Linked DNA regions of Triticum aestivum: region 1 is linked to region 2. A link is a contact called in public Hi-C data. All regions are on one chromosome and are shown on one strand. Each heading gives the region's core, a stretch centred on a gene start, on an enhancer-like site or on the middle of the called end of the contact. The rest is flanking DNA. Distances are from core to core; before and after follow the strand shown. Region 1 holds the start of LOC123104543 (60S ribosomal protein L36a). Region 2 holds the start of LOC123104540 (polygalacturonate 4-alpha-galacturonosyltransferase).

What was found. Hi-C and Micro-C count contacts between places; a contact is called where the count stands out from the background.
Region 1: a contact with region 2 is called in a Hi-C map of leaf, with 3 times the contacts expected there. The contact joins the promoter of LOC123104543 here to the promoter of LOC123104540 in region 2. A contact is called at or near these places in 2 of 5 Hi-C or Micro-C datasets (both in leaf) and 1 of 1 datasets of contacts at active chromatin or transcription factors (leaf).

Annotation. Positions count from the first base shown.
Region 1 is chr5A:533,944,776-533,950,971 of IWGSC CS RefSeq v2.1, reverse strand. LOC123104543 (60S ribosomal protein L36a) reads right to left here and starts at 2,022. Exons shown (of 4, transcript XM_044526412.1): 1 at 1,792-2,022. The coding sequence starts at 1,794.
Region 2 is chr5A:533,693,476-533,699,744 of IWGSC CS RefSeq v2.1, reverse strand. LOC123104540 (polygalacturonate 4-alpha-galacturonosyltransferase) reads left to right here and starts at 2,696. Exons shown (of 9, transcript XM_044526408.1): 1 at 2,696-3,031; 2 at 3,779-3,804; 3 at 3,891-3,950; 4 at 4,129-4,336; 5 at 4,424-4,464; 6 at 4,565-4,899; 7 at 4,982-5,339; 8 at 5,420-6,007; 9 at 6,094-6,269. The coding sequence starts at 2,860.

The sequences.
Region 1 (6,196 bases), core at 773-3,272, 250 kb before region 2:
TGCCAGTCCAGGCTCCAGTGAGGGAGCCAGCATCTAGGTTGATGACATTCAAACTATAGGTTCAAATTTTGTGATTGCAGAAATGAGTTTTCAGTGCAGCAATTGTGTAGCGTATTCTAAAAGTACTCTACACAGCAGCAAGATTTGATTATTGGCATCTCACCGAGCAGGTTAAACCACACTCATGCTCCTTATGAGTCCAAAACAAACCAATCAAAACCTATGTGAGTACCATATGTGATGGAAGAATCCCAATTCAGCTGTTTATACTGAATAAAAAAGGTAAAAGACCTTGGAGGCTCATATCAAGTGTATGTTAAGAAACCTTCACCGCGGCAGGAAACCCAACAGAGACGGCGATCCAAGCGCGCGCCAACCCCTGCTAAAGCAGTTGCTGCACGACGAGCAGGACAAGCACGGGGTTTTGGATATGGAACACCAGCTGCCAAGCCCCACGCGACCGTTCAGTCCAGACATCTCCCTCTCTCTCCCTCTGTCTGAAACAGATACACGCACGCACACACAACACAAGAACCGAACAGCCGGTCATCAGGCGGCACCCCATGTTCCACTTCCATCCCCAACCGGCTAAGAGCTGCTCGTCGCGCTGCTGTAATGGGGGCACACAGCGAGATCTGCCGTTCCGCTAGGGTTTACCAGAATCAAGCCGCTCTAGCCACTCTTTTGTAATCACAGCCCCAGACCAAGTATGAATGAACAAAGCTAAGGTAGGCATGGCGCGAGCTACATAGTCATGAAAAAAAGTCAAACCGAAGATGCTTGAACAGTGAAAACTAGAAAGGTAACCTGCTGTAAAGGAAAGTAACATTACATGCTTCCAAACAGAACACGCCGAGTTAACTCAGAACGATTATGCCAGTCGAGACTCCAGGGAGGGAGCCAGCATCCAGATTGATCACATTTCAACAATATGTTTACTTTTGCGATTATAAAAATATTCTGTAGCCTATTTTAAATGCAGCAATTGCGTAGCCTATTTTAAAAGTACTCCACAGCAGCAAGATTTGATCTTTGGCATCTTACCAAGCAGGTCACACTGCACTCTCATGCTCCTTATGAGTCCAAAACAAACCAATCAAAACCTATGCGAGTACCAAATGTGAAGGAAGAATCCCAATTCAACAATTTATACTAAATAAAAAAATGTAAAAGACCTTCTTGGAGGCTCATATGCGAGTACCAAATGTGAAGGAAGAATCCCAATTCAACAATTTATACTAAATAAAAAAATGTAAAAGACCTTCTTGGAGGCTCATATCAAGTGTATTTTAAGAAACCTTCACCGCGGCAGGAAACCCAACGGAGACGGCGATCCAAGCGCGCGCCAACCCCTGCCAACGCACCAGCAGCACAACGAGCAGCACGAGCACGGGGTTTTGAATGTGGAACACCAGATGCCAAGCCCCACGCGACCGTTCAATCCAAACATCTCCCTCTCTCTCCCTCTGTCTGAAACAGACACACACACACACACAACACAAGAACCGAACAGCCGGTCGTCAGGCGGCACCTCGTGTTCCACCTCCATCCCCAACCGCCAAGAGCTGCTCGTCGCGCTGCTGTAATGGGGGCACGCGGCGAGATCTACCGTTCCGCTAGGGTTTCCCAGAATCAATCCGCTCGGGCCACTCTTTTGTAATCACAGCCCCCGACAAAGTACGAACGAACAAAGCTAATCTGAGGCATCGCGCAACAGCTGCGGTGGGTCTCAGGAAGGAGAGAGCAAGGTAGCCATCAGGGGATTTCGGTGGTGGGAGATGAGGGCGTTACCATGGTCGCCGCCTGGAAGCTCTCCTCCGCGCGTCTGCTTCTTCTCCTGCGGCGTGGGCGGCGGTGAGGAAAGGGGGAAGGGGGAGAATGGCGGCGCTTGGGTGAAATATTAGCGAAGCGAAACCCTAGGGACGGCAGGTGTAGCTTCGGGAATATGGGCTTGCGGGCTTGGGGCTTTGGGCTTCTTGCTCCGTGTAAGCCTGGTAAGCAATGCACGGGTATTTGGTTGGGGTTACATGTCCAAAAGTGAAATAAAAAAAATTGGCGGGCTCCTTCGAGGGGTGCCGCCCAGCCCAATGAGGGCTCGTTTGGTAGCCATGGATCCTCCTGGGATCCTCGTCGTTTCCCCGGACGTGATTCCCACGCGTAACCGTCGCCCCGGTTTTTGCGGCGACGCATTTGGCGACAGCGGGGAAGAGGATTTTTTGGCCCAATCCCGTCGAAATCCCCGGGCCGCTCACCCCCACCTCCCGACATCGGAATAATTCTCCCCGTATAAAACTCGATCTCTCCGTCTCGGGACTACTTCTCGTCTTCTCCCCCCGTGGCTCTACCTCCCTCCGACGGCGCCCTGACGTCTCCATCTCCCTCCAGCTATCACCTATACAACAAATTTTCATGGCCACCTCGTCTCCATGGCTCGAGCAACCAAGCCCGCACCTGGTACCTCTCCTCGCAGCCTCCTTTCTCTCCTTTCCATCCTAACCATAGCCCCTTGGGGAGAAAGTACGACCACACTTCCCAGTCCCCATCTTTAGATCTGTTGATTGCAGAGGCACTTTGTTACCAAATGGCAACAGAAATATCCCCGGTGGTGAGAGAGGGGATCCCACCTATCCAGGGAAATCTCCCCATCTGGGGTTTGCTGCCCTGGGTTTGCTCCCCTTGTAACCAAACGAGGCCTGAGTGTACTATGCCGGAACTGTCGCGGGGCGGGCAACGCCGCGACGGTCAGTGAACTTCGCACTCTCGCGAAGAATTTTGCCCCTTCCCTCCTGTGTATTGTTGAGACACAAATAGATGGAGCGAGGGTCGAATCTTTAGCTGGTACTTTAGGTTTTGATAAAGCTTATGCAGTTGATAGTCAAGGTAGAAGTGGTGGAATAGGGCTTTTTTGGAATGATGAAATAAATGTTGAAATCTTGGGTTACTCTTGTTATCATTTTGATGTTTCTGTGGAGGAGCATGGGCAAGAATTATGGCGCCTGACATGTGTTTATGGAGAGGCCCAAACCCATCTAAGACACCAAACTTGGACGGTTTTGAAGAATATTAGCACTTTGAGCTCCCTTCCTTGGTTGTGTATTGGCGATTTCAACGAAGTTTTACGTCCGAATGAACATGTGGGGATAGGTCAGCGGAGCAACGCACAAATTCAGGCCTTAGAGAGGCGACATATGTTTGCATGTTGATGGACATCGGCTACAAGGGCAGGTCTTGGACCTTTGAGAAGAAAGTGAAAGGTGGCTCTTATACCAGATGCAGGCTTGACAGGGCACTAGCTAACCCGCAATGGATGACACACTTTCCTCTAGCGTCGCTTGAACACCATGATGCGGCCACATCGGACCACAACCCGATTTTTCTTAATATGGGGCGAGCTCAAGAGGGTGCAAAAAACCGGTCCTTCCGGTATGAGTCTATGTGGGAGAGGCATGAAGGCTTTGGAGATGTTGTGAACGATGAATGGTTTGCTGTTGGGCCGTGCGGAAGTGTGCCGGAGCTGCGGGATAAACTTGCAGGAGTCTCTAGAGGTCTGACTAACTGGAGTAAACAGGCTTTCGGAAGCGTTCGCCGAGAGATCAAAGGTCTCAAGAAGAGGATAGAGGAGTTGAGAGGCGACCCGCTACGCACAGGCCCATCGCATGTTGAGTTGAAGATTAACGAGAGGTTGGCCGAGCTCTACCATCGTGAGGAACTTATGTGGAGGCAGCGTGCATGCATGGAATGGTTGTCATCTAGAGATAAAACACAAAAAAAATTCACCTATGGGCTAGTCTACGCAGGAAGAAAAATATGATTAAAGCTCTTGAAAACTCATTAGGTGTGATGGTGGATAATCAGAAAGAGCTAAGGGATATGATAAATGCCTTCTACCAAGATCTATATACATCTGAGGGTGTACAGGGCCTATACGAGGTCCTTTCATGTTCCGTGTAAAGTTACAGCCGCCATGAACGAAGTGTTATGTGATCCCTACTCCAAGGAGGAGGTCAAAACGCTTTGTTTCAAATGTTTCCCACTAAAGCGCCAGGGCCGGATGGGTTCCCGGCCCAGTTTTATCAGCGGCACTGGGAAGTGTGCGGGGATGATGTGACCAACATTGTGCTCAGGATTGTAAGGGGGGAGGAGAGTCCAGAATGCATAAACGACACTGTCCTTGTCCTCATACCAAAGGTTACTAACCCTACTTTACTTTCACAGTTCAGGCCTATCAGCTTATGCAATGTCCTCTACAAGATAGCTTCGAAGGTGATAGCAAACAGACTAAAACAAATACTTCCAGACATTATCTCTAGGGAGCAATCAACTTTTGTCCCCGGAAGGTTGATAACGAATAATATTATCTGTGCCTATGAATGTCTAAATTTCATGAAGCGAAACAAGTCAAAGAACAATAGTTTCTGTGCACTTAAGTTGGATATGATGAAAGCCTATGACAGGTTGGAGTGGGACTATCTTAGGGCCATCATGAGCAAGTTGGGTTTTGCCCAGGCATGGATTGATACAGTTATGGCTATGGTCTCATCGGTTTCTTTTTCAGTGCTCTTTAATGGTGAGAAGCTTGAAAATTTTAATCCATCTAGAGGGATCTGGCAGGGAGATCCTATCTCCCCTTACCTTTTCTTGATTGCAGCAGAGGGCCTTTCATGCCTCCTGAAATCCAGTTCTCGGTCATCATTGTTGGAAGGTTATAAGGTGGCTTCCTCGGCTCCGCCGGTGAATCACCTCTTATTCGCTGATGACAGCCTGTTGCTTTTCAAGGCTAGTGTGGAGGGTGCAGAAGAGGTTTCAAACCTACTGGACGAGTACTGTAGGGCATCGGGGCAGAAAATTAACAACGCAAAATCGTCTATTTTCTTCATCAGAGGGTGTCCACAGGTTGTGAGAGAAGGGGTGAAAACCAGATTACTAGTGCAGAATGAATCGCTCAGTGATCGATATCTCGAGATGCCGACTGAGGTTGGTCATTCAAAAAATGGGACTTTCAAGTACCTAAGGGATAGAGTATGGGAGAAGGTGAAAGGCTGGATGGACAAACTTTTGTCTGCTGCCGGAAAGGAGATTCTAATAAAGTCGGTAGCTCAGGCTATCCCTGTTTTTTCGATGTCATGCTTCAGGCACCCTTATGTGGAAGTGTTTCAACCATCATACGCTAGTTCTGGTGGTGAAGCAAGAGAGGGAGAAGGAAACCCGCTTGGGTTGCATGGGATGTAATGACCATACCAAAGCATATGGGAGGCCTTGGATTCAGGGATCTGGAGCTTTTTAATCTTGCCCTCTTGGCAAGACAATCATGGAGGCTTTTGACGGAACCAGACTCTCTAAGTGGCTGCATTCTGAAGGCAGCGTATTTCCCGAACTGTTCACTTCTAGATGCTGAATTGGGAAACCACCCATCACAAATATGGAGAGCCATTTTGGATGGGAGGGACATTATGGTGCAAGGAATTGTAAGGAGGATAGGAGATGGTGAAACAACTAGCATCTGGGACTATAACTGGATCCCGCGAGCGAGCTACAAGAGACCAATCACTTCATTAGTACAGAACCCTCCACAAAGGGTTTCTGAGTTGATTGAGCAGTCCACGGCGACATGGAAGGAGGAAGTTGTCCGATCGGTATTTACACCTATTGACACTGAAGCAATCCTCAAAATACCAATTTTCACACGAAGGATCGAAGACTTTTAGGCTTGGTACGAGGAGCAGCGAGGTTTCTTCTCAGTAGGATCGGCATATCGGATGTTAGTCCGGACAAAGTACAATAGAGAGGGCTGGCTGGAAGGACGTGAGAGTTCGTCGCATGTGGAGGCAGAAAGCGAAGGTTGGAAATCATTATGGCGAGTTCAAGTTCCTTCAAAAATCCGCGTATTCGTGTGGCGTCTAGCGAGACATTCCATACCCTCTGGTGATGTACTGCAGCGCCGGAATATGGCCATGACTTCTTCATGTAATCTTTGTGGAGCTCATGATACATGGAGACACGCTTTATTAAATTGTCCGGTGTCTCGAAGCACCTGGGCATTATCGTCTGAGGACATCCTATATCAAATGAGCATCCACCATGAAGAGAACGCAAAGGAATGGATCTTTGCAATGAACAAAGCCTTATCATCAGTGGAATTTGTGATGTTGGTTGTGACGTTATGGGCCATCTGGAGCGCACGAAGAAAGGCCATGTA
Region 2 (6,269 bases), core at 1,447-3,946:
GCCCAATGATGTCTACTATGCAACCTTCTTCTTGTAGACGTTGTTGGGCCTCCAAGTGTAGAGGTTTGTAGAACAGTAGCAAATTTTCCTCAAGTGGATGAACCAAGGTTTATCAATCCGTTGGAGGCATAGGATGAAGATGGTCTCTCTCAAACAACCCGCAAGCAAATAACAAAGAGTCTCTTGTGTCCCCGACACACCCAATACAATGGTATATTGTATATGTGCACTAGTTTGGCGAAGAGATGGTGATACAAGTGCAATATGGATGGTAGATAAAGGTTTTTGTAATTTAAAAATATAAAAACAGCAAGGTAACTAGTAACAAAAGTGAGTGTAAACGGTATTGCAATGCTTCGAAACAAGGCCTAGGGTTCATACTTTCACTAGTGAAACTTCTCTAAACAATGATAACATAATTGGATCATATAACAATCCCTCAACATGCAACAAAGAGTCACTCCAAAGTCACTAATAGCGGAGAGTTAGCGAAGAGATTATTGTAGGGTACGAAACCACCTCAACTTATTCTTTCTGATCGATCTATTGGGCTATTCCTATAAGTGTCACAAACAACCCTAGAGTTCGTACTACAATAACACCTTAATACACACATCAACCAAAACCCTAATGTCACCTAGATACTCCAATGTCACCACAAGTATCCGCGGGTTTGATTCTATGATATGCATCACACAATCTCAGATTCATATATTCAAACCAACACAAAGAACTTCAAAGAGTGCCCCGAACTTTTTACCGGAGAGTCAAGACGAAAACGTGTGCCAACCCCTATGCATAAGTTCACAAGGTCACATGACCCGCAAGTTGATCACCAAAACATACATCAAGTAGATCACGTGAATATCCCATTGGCACCACAGATAAGCACATGCAAGACATACATCAAGTGTTCTCAAATCCTTAAAGACTCAATCCGATAAGATAACTTTAAAGGGAAAACTCAATCCATTACAAGAAGGTAGAGGGGGAGAAACATCATAAGATCCAACTATAATAGCAAAGCTCGTGGTACATCAAGATCGTGCCAAATCAAGAACACGAGAGAGAGAGAGAGAGAGAGAGATCAAACACATAGCTACTGGTACATACCCTTAGCCCCGAGGGTGAACTACTCCCTCCTCATCATGGAGAGCGCCGGGATGATGAAGATGGCCACCGGTGATGCTTTCCCTCACTGGCAAGGTGCCGGAAGAGGGTCTCAATTGTTTTTTGGTGGCTACAGAGGCTTGCGGCGGCGGGACTACCGATCTAGATTTATTTCTAGGGGTTTCTATATTTATAGGAATTTTTGACGCCGAGAACAAGTCAGGGGGGGTCCACGAGTCAACCACAAGGACGGAGGGCACGCCCTCCACCCTTGTGGAGGCCTCGTGGCTCTTCTGGCCCAACTCTGTTGCTTCGGGGGCTTCTTCTGGTCCATAAAAAATCACCGTAGATTTTCAGCTCAATTGGACTCCATTTGATATTCCTTTTCTGCGAAACTCAAAAACAAGGAAAAAAACAAAAACTGACACTGGGCTCTAGGTTAATAGGTTAGTCCTAAAAATCATATAAAATAGCATATGCATGCATATAAAGCATCCAAGATGGATAATATAATATCATAGAACAATCAAAAATTATAGATACATTGAAGACGTATCATAGTGATGTTTGCATGCAATATAGGCGACGTTGGGAAGTAGACACTTTTAAGAATGTGAGCACCGAGGGACTCAGGTTGTTGGAGGATTTGCCAGCCTTGCTTAGCAAGCATTGCGAAATTAAACAATTCGAAATCCTTGAATCCCAAACCACCCATCGCTTTGGGTTGTGTCATATCCTTCCACAAGACCCAGATTGACTTTCGATGGCCATCTTTACGGTCCTACCCGAATTTCCTTATCGACATGTTTAAGTACTCACGCAGACCCCTAGGAAGCCTGAAGCAGGACATGGAAAAGACTGGCACCACTTGCGCCACAGATTTAACCGAGACTTTTTCCCCATAGTGGATAAGTTTTTTAATCCAGCCTTGAATTTTGCTCCATAAATGATCTTCAAAAACTTGAAAGCACCACTTTTTGGTGATCCCACATCCGATGACATTCCCAAATATTTCTCATTCAGTGTTTCGTTGGGTACTTGGATCAAACCTTTGATTTCAGCTCGAATATTTTCTGGAATCCCTTTGTTGAAGAAGATGAAAGATTTGCCATAGTAAAAAATGAGACCAACCCAAGGGCCAAGCCTTGTTGGCTTTTTTATAAGAGAAACTCCGCGAGCGTTGCGAGTCAGAGCCGAGGCTCGAACCCGGGCGGGCTGGCTGTAACTCCAGCAGCACAACCAACGGGTCGACGCCCCGTCCTCAAGATTTTCCATAGTTGATTCGTTGCCCCGTCGCTTGACAATAAATATCCAGCACCTAGTTGACCTCATTTGCACCCACACTCGTGAATAAAATCTAAGAATTTAAGGCGCCAACAGGCCCACACATCCGTCGTAGACCCATCAATAAGGCACCGACCGGCCCACACGTCCGTCGTGGGCTTCGATTGTGTAAGCCCATCAGTAAGGCACCAACCAACCGGCCCACACGTCCGATATGGGCTTCGATCGCGTGGGCCCAGATACCGCAGTACCCAAGACCAAACCAAAGCGATACGCGATCTTTCCTGAATTCCTCCCTTACCATTCGTGGCTACCCCACGCCACTCCCCACACTCCCCCGCAGGCGAGGGCGAGAGAAGGGGGGAAAGGGGGCGCGCGCACGGCGAGCCCCTCGCCGCCAGGCCGCCGCACTCCGACCGGATCGGACCAGGGCCCTCCCCCTCCGCCCACGACGCGTGGCCGGAGATGGCGTCCCCGAAGCGGCTCCCGTACTCCTCCGCGGGCGCTGGCGGCGGCGGCGGAGCGAGGCGCGGCTCCGGCGCGCTGCCGCCGGTGGTGGTCCTCGTCTTCCTCTTCGTCCTCGCGCCGTCGATCTTCTTCGTCGTGCGCAGCGGCGGCCACGTCCACGTCGCGTCCGGTTCGCCCCCGCCTCACTCCCTAGGACACTTTTGTTAGAGAAACCCCGCTTCCTATGCCATGGATTTCGTACGAGGCGCCATCGATTCTTAATTTCGGCTCCCGCTGCACCTAGGTTGGTCTATCCGCGCTCGGATTCGCTTGGGCTGCGAGTTTGATGCGCTTCTGCGGGTTTGATTTGGCGAGGGTACCGCGAGAGTGGAGTCCGCCGTGTAGATTTGATTTGTGTGGTTCAGGATTGTTATTCAGCAATTCATGTGGTTTGGCCTCAGCCTCTGGGCACTGCTAGGGTTGGATGGGAATCGTAGCTGCAACGTGTTGCTCGGTTGTAAAACCAAAAGGTAATAGACGGAACTGCGAATGATCACGAACCTGTGAGAGGCAGTGGACCTTCTGATTCAAGAGATCTGGATATCCTTCTCCTGTTTTCCTCACTTGGTGCCAGGTTTTATGTCAATCGTAGGTTGGATGTATGGCTGCTGTTAGGAGAAGCCATACTGCATACCCATGGCATAGTAGTAGTGATAACAAATCAAACCTATACTTATCCGTGCAAACTGAACCATGATGGGATGAAATCGTCTTAAGCATGACGAGTTGTCTTTTGCTTTATCATCGGCTAAAACCTTACTTGCCTTTTTTGTTGTTAGCTGTTAGTATTTGTGAACAATGTTTTGTTGTAATGTTTGATAGCAACATTTTATTAACTCAAGATAAATAAGTGATGGCATATTTTGTTCATTTGCAGATCCCAAGGGTGCTGATGGTAACCAGGTATTTACCCATTCTAAAAGGGAGTCAAATTTATTTTACCAGCCTTACTTTCTACGATTCGTCTCACATTGAAGCCTGTCTTGCAGGAAACAGATTGGCAAGAGCAACTGGCAACAAACAATCTGAAATCTGTTTTGTCTAAGGAGGTCAGAACATCTTGCAGTTAGTAGTGTACATGCCCATCTTTCAATTCTATATTTCTGTTTTATGAGGCTGTACTTAGTTTAGACTATCTTGTTCGAACTGTTATGCTGTTCAACATATGAAACCTTAAGTTTCTTCAATTCCTCTGTACTTATAGTCATCCAATTTATTGATCTTCAGGTAATCGATGCTATAGCTGCTAGTCAACAAGAAACAGGCACTCTGAATCTTGACTTCTTTAGGGATCATCCCTCTCCTTCTTGGAAAACTGATGATCTAGTTGATCACAAGATGAATACTAATTTGGTTGTTGACGACAAGGCAAAAACTCAAAACAGTTCTGCAGAACATGTACCTCTAATATATAAAGCACCCAAGGATGGTTCAGGTATAGATATAATTGTTTTTTCTTCTCCAAGTTATTCATTTACATAATTTGACTAGGTAGTAGATAATAAAGTTATTGTCCATGCAGATGGACATCAAGTTGATACAGCAGCAAAAATAGCTCGAAGGGTAAGTAACTGGTATATACTATGTTAATACATTCTTGTCTCTGTTGATAACTTGATATAAATCTTTCATATGACGTCTTGGTACTATTTGGTTGATACAGAAACTACGGGAGATAAGGCGGGAAAAGAGGGCAATGGATTTGGTATGGAAAGATGATGAAGCGCTTGTTAAGCTGGAGAATGCGGCTATTGAGCGATCGAAGGTTGTAGATTCTGCTGTCCTTGGGAAATACAGCATATGGAGAAAAGAGAATGAGAATGAGAACTCAGATTCAACAGTCAGGTTGATGAGGGACCAAATTATTATGGCTCGTGTTTACTCTGTGCTTGCAAAATCAAAGAACAAGCATGGTCTTTATCAAGAACTGCAGAGCCGAATCAAGGAAAGCCATCGGGCCGTAGGAGAGGCTACTGCAGATGCTGACCTTCATCGCAGGTGTGCTGTGTCGAAAGTATTATTGCTTATTTCTTACTCAGTTACCTTGTTCCTCTCTTTTCACAAATATGCTACTTTACAGTGCACCTGATAGAATGAGAGCGATGGGTCAAGTTTTAACCAAGGCCAGAGAAGAATTGTATGATTGCAAGGTGATAAGTCAGAGACTAAGGGCAATGCTTCAGTCAGCAGATGAACAGGTCAGGAGCTTGAAGAAGCAGAGCACATTTCTCAGCCAGTTGGCTGCAAAGACGATTCCAAACAGCATTCACTGCTTGTCTATGCGCTTAACAATAGATTACTATCTCCTTCCTGTGGAGAAACGGAAGTTCCCGAGGAGTGAAAACTTGGAAAATCCAGAGCTCTACCACTATGCACTTTTCTCGGACAATGTCTTGGCTGCCTCTGTTGTTGTAAACTCAACCATCATGAATGCCAAGGTAATTTTCAAGATTCTCCTATCAATGCACTCTTGTATGATAGCTGTTTCTAACGATAATGGTCGATATGACTTTTTCAGGAGCCTGAGAAACATGTTTTCCATCTTGTGACTGATAAGTTGAACTTTGGAGCCATGAACATGTGGTTTTTGCTGAACCCACCTGGCAAGGCCACTATCCATGTTGAGAATGTGGATGAGTTTAAGTGGTTGAACTCATCGTACTGTCCTGTTTTACGTCAACTGGAGTCTGCTGCCATGAAAGAGTTTTATTTCAAGGCTGATCGTCCCACCACTCTTTCAGCAGGTTCTTCAAACCTAAAGTACCGTAACCCCAAGTACCTTTCCATGCTGAACCACTTGAGATTTTATCTCCCGGAGATCTATCCAAAGTTGGATAAGATACTTTTCCTCGATGATGACATAGTTGTGCAGAAAGATTTGACAGGATTGTGGGATGTTGATCTAAACGGAATGGTTAATGGTGCAGTGTTTACCTGTGGAGAGAGTTTCCACCGTTTTGACAAGTATCTTAACTTCTCAAATCCACACATTGCTCGGAACTTTGACCCTAATGCTTGTGGTTGGGCTTATGGGATGAACATCTTTGATCTCAAGCAGTGGAAGAACAAAGATATTACCGGGATCTACCACAAGTGGCAAACCATGGTGAGATTAGTAACATCACCGTAGGATTTCATATCATTGTTCAAATGCATCATATCTCACATTATCCTACCGTTTTCTTCTGTTAGAATGAAGACAGGGTTCTTTGGAAGCTCGGGACACTTCCACCTGGGCTCATGACGTTCTACAAGCTGACGCATCCCCTGGATAAATCGTGGCATGTCCTTGGACTAGGATACAACCCAAGCATCGACCGCTCAGAGATAGACAATGCTGCTGTCGCTCACTACAATGGGAACATGAA